2 separate regions of the Mus musculus genome follow, and region 1 is linked to region 2. Evidence: chromatin contacts called from public Micro-C data. All regions are on one chromosome and are shown on one strand. Each heading gives the region's core, a stretch centred on a gene start, on an enhancer-like site or on the middle of the called end of the contact. The rest is flanking DNA. Distances are from core to core; before and after follow the strand shown.

The links. Hi-C and Micro-C count contacts between places; a contact is called where the count stands out from the background.
Region 1: a contact with region 2 is called in a Micro-C map of granulosa cells, with 1.9 times the contacts expected there. The contact joins the enhancer-like site here to the promoter of 4930425O10Rik in region 2. A contact is called at or near these places in 3 of 484 Hi-C or Micro-C datasets (granulosa cells, natural killer cells and nephron progenitors) and 1 of 115 datasets of contacts at active chromatin or transcription factors (embryonic stem cells).

The regions. Positions count from the first base shown.
Region 1 is chr3:138,761,702-138,767,047 of GRCm38.p6, reverse strand. The region is part of intron 1 of Tspan5 (tetraspanin 5); the gene reads right to left. Among named protein-coding and RNA genes, the nearest start is that of Tspan5, 22 kb to the right of the region's middle. Within about 2 kb of position 2,082, at least 34 of the 459 cell types and tissues checked have an H3K27ac peak or open chromatin away from gene starts, as enhancers often do. A contact at or near this core is called in granulosa cells, where this site is marked.
Region 2 is chr3:138,724,705-138,730,353 of GRCm38.p6, reverse strand. It overlaps 4930425O10Rik (RIKEN cDNA 4930425O10 gene), which reads left to right and starts at 3,370. Exons shown (of 4, transcript NR_040545.1): 1 at 3,370-3,492.

The DNA.
Region 1 (5,346 bases), core at 833-3,332, 38 kb before region 2:
AATGGGTTGCTGATGGATGTCTTCATCTTGGCACTGTCTTTTAAAACTGTTGCGACGGTACACCTAGCCAGACCACTGACTCCATCTCATCTGGTAGCCTGTAAAACTCGCTTTAACAGCCGGCTTGTAAGTCAACCATTTAAAGGCAACTTTGATACATCCCTTAAAAAACAATCTGCCGTGACTCAAAGATCATCAGGTAGAACATGGGGTTCAGGGAGAGAAAAGAAAGGGCAGACTCCAAAACAACAAAGAAGGCTGCTGCCCCGAGCCAGCCACTCTAAAGAAATCACAGGGCCTCGAGTGGCACTTCTGACTGGGAGATCTTATCCACACCCCATGTGCCAAACTCACCAAAAGGAAAAGTTACATTAACTGTCCCTTCAAATTTTACAACAAATTTAGAATTTTGTTTTGTTTTTGTGATGTTACATACTGGACCCATGGCTAAGCACACATTACACACTGACCTACATTCCTCAGTATTATATATGACAAGTGTGTGTGTGTGTGTGTGTGTGTGTGTGTGTGTGTGCAAGAGAGGAGGGGGATGAGTTGTGTGACATATAGCAGTCAGGAAAACGTTCAGGCGTCAGATCTCTCCTTCCACCTTACAGGATCCATAGTTCCCTGTCATAATGACCCCCCCCAATGGCACTGACTCAGAGGCCCATTTTACTATGGCTGTCTGGGTCCTTGTAGGAAAAGACCTAAATGATGGGGTTTCATCCAGGGTTCAGGCAGGCCTTAGCTCCCAGAAGTCAAGTGCTGGTTCCCCAAGCCCAGACTGCCAGAGGACATTGCCGAGGGCTCACAGAGTAACTGAGGATTCCTGAGCTTAAGGAGCCCAAATGTTATGTGACTGTCACCAACCTTACTAGGCTTCTTTTTATAGAGACATCCTTCAGATCAAAAGCAACCAACACCCTAACCAACCCCCATGCAAAAACACAAGTGACCTAAAAGAACTGTCTCCCAACACACCCTTGATCCTCAAGGAAACCAAGACTCGAACATTTAACAGGAGGCAAAATAACTCTCCTATTAAATAAACAAGAGATATGATGGCTGGGAATCCCAGCACCACCATCAGAGACAGACAGACAGACAGACAGACAGACAGATTCAAACTCCAACCCTCTGATACCAAAACCTTCTGACTCCCACTATCAAATCTGTCAAATACAAGCCCTGTGTGTCTGTAGAGAGGCAGAGGGAAAGCAGGTGACAAACAGGACAGGTCCTCTAGGCTCCTGGGGAGGCATCTGATGCACTGACGTAGCTCCTTTGACAGGAGCCAAGGGACTGGGAGAAGTTAGCATGGGCAGTGTCGCACGTCAAATGGTAACCCAGAAATAGGCGCTGACAGTAGGCAACTATGGTACCTGGATGTGAAGTTGGGAACAGCCCTACTTTAAGTGTCTTTTCAGTCCTCTCTAAACCCCTGGAAAAAAACTTCAGCATTTTAGAATTTATGTTCAATGGCAATGAAAAGTATGTTAATATTCAAGTCTTTCTTTCCTTTAATTATTTGCAATAAAATAGCTATATAATAAATAGCTATATATAATTATCTTTCTCCAGGCATGGTTGCACATACCTATGTTCCCAGAACTTGGGAGGCAGAGGCAGGTGGAGCTCTGTGAGTTTGAGGCCAGCCTCATCGACGTACTGAGTTCTAGGACAGCCAGGTCAATGTAGAGAGACTACGTATCTTTCTATGCATATGCATTTAAGCTAGCTAATATCGCACGTGCATAAATTAAAAGAGAAATTGCTTTTTAAAATAATTGGTACGCCCTCTTCACTGTGATAACAAATATACTGTGCCCAGGAGTTGAGGTAATTACAGACCACTAATCCACAAACAACACCATAAACATGTGAAAATTGACGTGTGGAGTTTTGTTTTGTTTTGTTTTGTTTTTAATTTTTAAAGAATGAAATCATTAACTAAAGATAAAAAGAACCACAGCCAACGGATGGGAATTTTGTCCCTGAATGGCCACACCCACTCTGATTCACACTAGCGTTCCATGCTCCCTTAGCTTCAAGGGCACAGCTTCAGCAACCACAGTGTTTGGTGTTGTTCCCTGTGGGGACTGGCTGAGAAGTACTCAGAGTGGGTGTTGTCTTGGGCCCTTCTGCAAAGTCCCCATGCCTCAGCCATCTTGCTGAGCCACCTCTCTCCTTTAGCAGGGAGCCCTACCACAAGAAGCCCCTCACTCCTACCACACCAAGATGTTCTTCAAAATGGTAGAGACACGATGGAATTTACACCACCAGAAATGCCAAAAAGCATTTGACTTTACAAGCACCGCCTGCTTTCTATGTCAGCTAAAGCTTGGAGAGTGGCACTTTAGGAGCCCTGACTCCCCTTCCCCACCCCTCCCACTTCCAAAGCACACAGCACAGCACCAGTGGAAATCATCATATTTATCTAGCCCTCACATAGCAAGGGTCCCCCTCCCATGGATATCTTATTAAAATCCACTTCCTGATCCATGCTTATTTTTTACCCTGTTCCTGACTTCCTAAGTTCTAGCCTGACTCATGCTGGACCTCAATTAGCAGCCACAGCCAGTGAATAATTTTTCACCTATCATTAAGTGAACGAAATGTCATTTCTGTTTATGGTCTGACTAGATGCCTGTAAGATTCATCCTGGAAATCATAGGACTAAGATTCCACATCAGGTTTCCTACCTGGGCACCTCTTACCATCTAGCATCTAAAGTCTTCATTTTAAACCTGTATTATATATTATCCCTCTCGGCGAGGGGGGGGGGGTGAAGAGTCCCAGTACAGATGGCAAGTGCATGTAGAACTCACAAAGAAATGCACTCAAAATTGCTCTGAACCAAGGACTAGCCTTGGCTCCGCCCAGCTGAGCGACTGAGAATCAATCATCAACTCGTCCCTAACGTGCCTCAGGTGAGCTCTGAGGTGAGCTCTGAGGCCTTCTCCAACAGCATGGCTGAGTGCCTGAAAACAACTTACAAATACCAGACACAGATTTCGAGATCTCTCTGGCCCTGTTTCATCAGAGGCCCACTGCTGTCAAGACAGGCCGTTGCTGCCTCGTGGTAGGAGCACCTTGCTAGGACACTCCCATCTGTTCTTAAGGGCCAGGCATCTGGCTAACCCTGCATTTTTGCCTCAGATGGGCTACAGCTTGTCCCTGAAGGGGCTGCCCACACTCCTGGTGTCAGACTCCTTTTCTACGACCAAGAATCAATCACACTTGGGCTCAGCTTCAATCTCATCCAACACAGGACGCAATTCCTGAAGGTACTGTGGTCTGTCTCCTTTGCTTGCCTGGAGGCACACTGACACACAGAGAAGTATCTAAGATGACATCCTTGCCGCTAAGAAACCTGACCAGCTATGAGGCACTACCAACCCTCGCCTTCCCAACCATGTTCTCTGTGGAGGAGGCCCGTGTAAGTATGTTCTATGCAGGACTTATGTGAGCACATCTAACTGGGTATAAAAGCTGTACACAGGATAACCAGACAGGTCTAGATTTGACTTTACCCCATAGACAAGGTAATAAATTAACTGGCGTCTGCTTTTTGAACCCTGAAAGAAGCTGGGCGTTGGTGGCACACGCCTTTAATCCCAGCATTCGGGAGGCAGAGGCAGGCGGATTTCTGAGTTCGAGGCCAGCCTGGTCTACAAAGTAAGTTCCAGGACAGCCCGGGCTACACAGAGAAACCCTGTCTCAGGAAAAAAAAAAGAAGAAGAAGAAGGAGGAGAAGGAGGAGGAGGAGGAGGAGGAGGAGAAGGAGAAGAAGAAGAGGACGACAAAGATTTCTGGACCAGGCACTAAGGACTTACCATACAGAGCACAGGAGGCAGCAGGAACATCATTCTGGCCTGGGTTCTCTTTGCTCTAAAGGTCAAAGGTGAATGCTGTCCATGCAGTGGGTAGGCATCATAGCTGAGGAGCAATGTTTGGGATTCTGGGGCCCCACTGTCCACAGAGGCTGCTCTTTGTCTGGAGAAAGACATTACATCATGTCTGAAGGATGAAGGCTGCTCCCTATGAACAACCAGAGCAATGGCCCAGGTAAAGCTCACTCTCACTACAACCGCCAGGAACGCTGTCCAAGAAATCACCCAATGCCTGTGTGGGCTTCCAAACATAGATGAGTATCCCTCTGCAGCTCCCAATCTCAGCCATTGCTTCTCACGAGCCTCAATACACTCTTCCCATCACGGCAGCAAACAGTAAGGCCCTTCCTGGAAAGGGGCTTTGACATCCACAAGACACAACTCCAAGAAGCAAGCACGTCCCTCGGTGTGGTAACCAACCTCAGCTTTGGCTTCTCATCTCCCTCCCCAGCCCACTTTTTCACCTTTAGAACTTTTGTGAAGAGGCAGAGGATGGCCTCAGACTAGGTAAGGGTTGAGCTACAGGAATCTCCTATGTCAAGGAAGGAACAGAAATCGTCTATGACAGTTCAGAAGGTGAAAATCAATCCAAACTCTGCTGCAGATGCTCACAGCACAGAGCAGGAGAGTTATCTTTTACTATAGCATCCATGTTTTCCCTTTAGACCTAGAATTTTACCTCTCAGACAACTAAAAATACCAGAGCCCTTAATGTTCGGCAGCTCGTAGACACCTCTTGTTTAAAACTATTTTTAAAATTATAAGCATACAAGTGTAAATTCAATTAAGAGAATGTAATAATCTGGATGAATTATATGCTAATAAACTAAGTAATTTCATAAGCATACCTATTTGTGTATAGCAATTTTTTTGTAGTGGGGGCCAAATGGATGCTTATTTTGTTCCTTAATGAAAAAAAAAATTACTTCAAATTTAATTAAATTATTTCAATGGATAATTATTACTCAGTATATTTTAAGCAGTTTTTAGGCATACTTATGTATATTTAATTGTAATTATAATGCGGATATAAATGGCCTCAAAAGGACCCCCTAGCTGGGAAAATAATTTAGTTGGTAAAACGCTTGCTACACAAACATAGGGAACCTAAGTTTGATTCCCTAAAAGCCACTTTAAAAAAACAAAGAAAAAAAAAGCTAAGTACAGTGGTACACATTTGCAATCCCAGTACTCACAAGGCAGAGACAGGAGATGTCTTGTATGCCAGTGCAACCTAACTGGTGAGTTCCATGCCAGGGAGAGACCCAGTCTCAGAAAACAAGGTGGACGGCGTCTGAGATATGACGTCCACGTCACACCCATGCACGCCGGGGCACCTACACACACAATGCGCACACACAGGGTCCCCACGTAAGAGGAAAGCTCGGTGACAGCACAGAAGCAGACCGTCGCAACACATGGACACGGTGAGAGCATGTGGCAGCTGTCC
Region 2 (5,649 bases), core at 2,121-4,620:
CTCCATACCGCTCATGCAATGGCAATACCTAATAGTCAATATTTTTTTCAAACCCATCAATTCTGCAGTGACACGCTTAAGTTACTATGCATAAAATACAAAGCAACTTATAATCAAAACTAACTTTTGTTTTATTTCAATTCAATTATCATTTATCTTCTATAGAAAAATTTAAAAGGCATGAGATTTTTTTTAAATCTCGTTTTATGTTCAAATTCATTATATAAATACTTAATATCACCTAGGGAGACTGAAGTTTGAGGTAGAGACTAAGAATTATCATCCCTCCGTATGATGAATTAATACTATAGCAAGTACCGTGTGTTCAACTAAGCACCTTCTTGTCTTAGAAAACCCCAGAAATGATCAGGCTTCCAACTTACAGCTTCTGCGATGTGACTTTCCACCTGCATCTCAGCGGTCCTGTCACTGCCTCCTCTCTAACAGCATCTGGGCAGGGAAGTGTCTCTGGGAACTGGGGACACACTGTAGAATGTCATACTGATGGGCCAGGTCACCACTGGAGAGGAGGAGCAGGTCCAGAGTGCATACCTGGGACAGAGCAGAACCTGGCTAGAGCCAAGGCAATCAGAAGGGAGTTATGAAAAGACAACCTGCCCCTTCTCTTGACTCTTTCATCCCTCAGGACTCAGCAGGCCCCAGAACATAGCCCATGTGGACCAGTCTCTCCTTGCATCCTGCTATCTGTATACCTCTGACACTTTAAACCCGGCGCTATATATATGCCAAGAACTTTGGTTCCTGTGTCTTCGTAAACTACTGGCATGGAGCCTCAGAAATCTTTATGTGTTTCCTAACTTGGCGTGATGGCAAGATTTTTATAAAAGATTGATATAAACAGATTTTCAGGTCCTTTCTCTAGGTGCTTATATTTATGCATCTGTCTGGGATCCGGGAATCTGTTTAAAGAAATAAGTACCAATATGCTGCCTTTCCCTAGAGAACCCTGGGAAACCCTAAGCTTACTTAATCTTCAAAGTGCCCCCCAAGTGATCTCATGGAGGGAGCATCTAATCATGGTAGGCTACTGGGCTAAGGAAGGCTTTGTTGACAGGAAACAGAAACCTTTTCCCACAGGACATTCTATGTAGCTCCAGGGCCTGTGGTCACTGTCACGGTCATACACCTTTAGTCACAAGCACCAGGTAATATGCAGAGCCTGGGTGAGCTGCTTCTCAGCACACAGGACTCAGTGAGCAGCCATAGTGCCTGGGATCCAGGAAGGTGGAGGGGTGTGGGGAGTAACCAAGGGTGGGGGTAAGAGGCGGGATGATGGGGCCAAGCTGGAGGCCAGAAAGCAGTGCATATGCATTTCAATCCACAGCTGCTTCTGCTCCTGTATAAATCAGACAGAGAAGATGGGAGAGGCAGGAAGAAAATGTAAACAGCTGGGCAAATTCAATCCTGTGTTAAATATGAATTTTCAAATATTCCAGACTGAATATGTTAGTTGAATTATTCATTTTCTTGACTTCCGATTTTATTTTTAGTACTGCCGTGTGAACAAATCAGAGTCTGGAGACACAACTAGATGCCGAGATGGGCACCTGCGTGACGAGTTGCCACACAAAGTGGGTGCCCATGTGCTTCCTCATTTATATGAGGACAGAGTTGGGGACAGTTTCCACCCTGGCAGGTTTGCTGTTGGGTTCCCATAAATTAAAGATGGATGGCTGTCTTAGTTAGGGTTCCCATGGCTGTGATGAAGCACCATAACCAAAGCTTGCTCTTCCATATCACCGTTCATCATCAAAAGAAGTCAGAGCAAGAACTCAGGAACCTGGAGGCGGGAGCTGATGCAGAAGCCACGGAGGGGTGCTGCTTACTGACTTACTCCCCATGGCTTGCTCAGCCTACTTTACTATATAGACTATATACAAGTATATACATATATTTATAATATGTATTTATTATACATTATATAAATAGATTTATTATATATTTATCATAGAATATATATATTATATGAGGCTAGAGAGAGAGAGAAACTACTGGGCTAGGTAGCCCCACCAACAATGGGCTGGGCCCTCGGAAATCAAACACTATTTAAGAAAATGCCCTACTGACTTCCCTACAGCCTGATCTTATGGAGGCATTTTCTCAATTAAGGCTCCTTCCTCCCCAATGACTCTAGTTTGTGTCATTTAGACATATGATTAGGCAATGTTTCTTATGCCAGACATTTCCAAGGAGGTAAGTTGTAGCCAGGGGATGGCTTTGGTACCGTTAACAAGTATGCATGCAGGGCAGAAAGTTTATAGGTGGCAGATGACCTACTGTGGCTTCCTTTGACAGTGTCCTAGGATATGCAAAAGTCACTTAATGATTTTCTATTTCAATGATGAGCATACAGGTCTCAGTTCTTTTTCTCAAAGTGGACACACACACACACACACACACACACACACACACTAATTTCCATGGCCATTCTGCCGATAAAATTTCAATCACTAAAACTTTCCCTTTAAAACCAACAAGGCTTTTTATCTCCCCGCAAGGGCCAGATAACGATTGCGCAGGCCACTCGGAATTACCAAAGACACTGAAAGTGGAGCAGTGGAGATAAATGAGATCACTGTGGAAATGCTGCAGGATCCAGGGCAGTCCAGCCCTTCAGCTCTTTCCTCACTTGACCTTGGGGTGAAGCTGCGGTGGGTAATTCCATTCCCTGTGGGGAAGGACAGTGAATGACCAAGATGGACCCAGAGAGGAAGAGGCCACGCTATATGAAGAAGGAGAAACTGCGTGAGGATTTAGGAGACAGATCCTAACCACCTATACCGCCTTCATCAGTCAGTTCCCACTGGAAAAAACAAAACAAAACAATAACACTCTCCCTAATGTAAAGGATAAAGCTGGACTGAACCTGTAGGGAGAGATTCCGAAGGACCTTCCAAAGTATCTTCGTGAAGCACGTGGGAAACAGTGGGTTCTGGGATATGGGTCTTTAGATCTGCTTTTGTCGGCTCATAGACTGGGGCTTTGTCCTCTGGGATGTGCCTGATGCTAAGGGGAGTTGGAGAATCCCAGATGAAAACCTTTTCCATTTCCAGTTGTAACACCTCTCCAAAGGAAAAGATTGTCAGCTAAAGCAAACTGAAGATCTGTCAGAGCATTAACCAGAGAGCAAAAGAGGTGTCCAATGAAGAAATGTTTGGAATGTGCAAGTTATAGACACAGATGGGGCTCCAGCATAGGCATGGGGCACACTCACTCTGGCCTCACTCTTAAAGTGGTTCCAGTTCTTGTTGCCCAGCGGTACCACGGTGCAGCGGGGCCATCAGTGCAGTGGAACCACAGTGCATCGGGACCACAAGTGCATCGGGACCACAGTGCAGCAGGACCACCAGTGCAGCGGGACCACAGTGCTGCGGAACCACCAGTGCAACGGAACCACAGTGCATCGAGACCACAAGTGCATCGGGACCACAGTGCAGCGGGACCACCAGTGCAGCGGGACCACCAGCGCAGGTTTTGTTAAGAAGTAGCTTAATTTAGTTTTTAAAACTATTACACAAAAACTCAGAATTGCATATGAATGGGATTTTTGATGACTCTTTCTCTTACATCCCTAGTTCTATAAGAAGCTACCTTTTCCCCAGAAGCACACTTAGTTGCCTTGAACCACTTGCTGCTGGACGAGAACTTGGGCTCATTTTGTCTTAGGACTCTATGCTTTGCACAACAGCATGTGACCAGGGCCTCCATCCTAATTAGGTCTCAATTGATGTGATTAAAAAAAATGACCAAAAGCGTCTTAGAGGAAAGGTTTGTTTTGCTTACCCATTGAGATTATGTTCCATCACTAAGGGAAGCCAAGGCAGAAATTTAAGCAGAGCAGAATCCTGAGCAGGAACTGAAGCAGAGGCCGTGGAGGAGTTCTGCTTACTGGCTTGCTCTCCATGGCTTGCTCAGCCTGCTTTCTTTTACATCCCAGGACCACGTGACCAAAGGTGGCACTGCCCATAGTAGGCTAGGTCCTCCTTCATCAACCAGGAATCAAGAAAATGCTTCATAGGTTTGCCTGCAGGTCAGTTGAATAGACATCTTCTCATCTGAAGCTCTATCTACCCAGATGACCCTAGCTTGTGTGACATGGATAGTAACCTAACCAACACAGCTTCTGTCGGTTAGTCCCCTTAAAGTCACTCACTCTGCCTCATCCTCTGCAATGAAGTCACTCACTCTACCTCATCTATGTAACATGTCTCTTGCTTCCATCACTGGTGTAATGTATCCAGTTTCTTCATTTCACTGTGTTTCCATCCTCATTGTCTGATTCCCAGTCACATTGAGACTGTGTTTCCTTCTCTCAGGAATTACAGGCACAAACACAGTTGCAGGGACAGAGACCTGCATAGCAAGGTGGAAAGACCTCCAAGGAAGTAATGTTTAAATACTTAAATAAAATATAGCACAGAGTTAATAGCCTTGTCTAAAAGAAGAATGTTCTTGTAAAGGGGAACAGTAGAATATAAAGATGCTGGCTGTCTTAGTCAGGGTTTCTATTCCTGCACAAACATCATGACCAAGAAGCAAGTTGGGGAGGAAAGGGTTTATTGAGCTTACAATTCCATTCTGCTGTTTATCACCAAAGGAAGTCAGGACTGGAACTCAAGCAGGTCAGGAAGCAGGAGCTGATGCAGAGGCCATGGAGGGATGTTCTTTACTGGCTTGCTCTGGCTTGCTCAGCCTGCTCTCTTATAGAACCAAGACTGCCAGCCCAGAGATGGTCCCACCCACAAGGGGCCTTTCCCCCTTGATCACTAATTGAGAAAATGCCTTACAGTTTGATCTCATGGAGTCATTTCCTCAACTGAAGCTCCTTTCTCTGTGATAACTCCAGCTGTGTCAAGTTGACACAAAACTAGCCAGTATACTGGCTTAGGGCTAGGATTCCTGCCACCCAGAGCAAAGAATATATTGCTATTAGTACAGAGTGAGAGAATTAGGGACCAGATGGAGATGAAGGCAGGGGAGTGTGTGTCCGATCACATAGAGGCCTAATGACCATAAAAGGACTTGCAGTTCTGTTTTCAGTCTGATAAGTGAATTTGACCAGCTTAGGATGTACTCTTTTTGTTAAAAAAATGTAATTTGTTTTTTTGTAAAATGTTTTATTTGTAAAAACATCTGTCTGAAGCAAGTTGTATAGGCTGACACTATACTCTCAGTACTTGGAAGTAAAGACAGGAGGAACAGTAGCTCAAGGTCATCTTGGCTATATAACAAAGGTTAGCCTGGGCTACATGAAACCCTGATCTAAAAACCGGGTGGTGGCTGGAGAGATGATTCTGTGCTCCTAGAGCAAATGTGAATACATGACTGTAAACCTTCAGAACTCACATAAAAAGCAGGGCACAATCCCATTTGACCTAATGTGACCCCATGCGACTCCATGGGACCTCAAGTGACCTTATGGAACCCCATGGCTAGGTGAGGAGCAGTGCACTCCAGCTTCAGGCTCAGTGAGAGTTTGTCTTAAAGGAAGAGAATGACAGAGTGATGCCTGATGCTGTCTTCTCACCTATAATTTATGACTGGATCCATGTACATGTGTACACACACACACACACACTCACCTGTCTGATGGACAGGTCAGAGATGGTGAGAAAGGAATAAAATCAG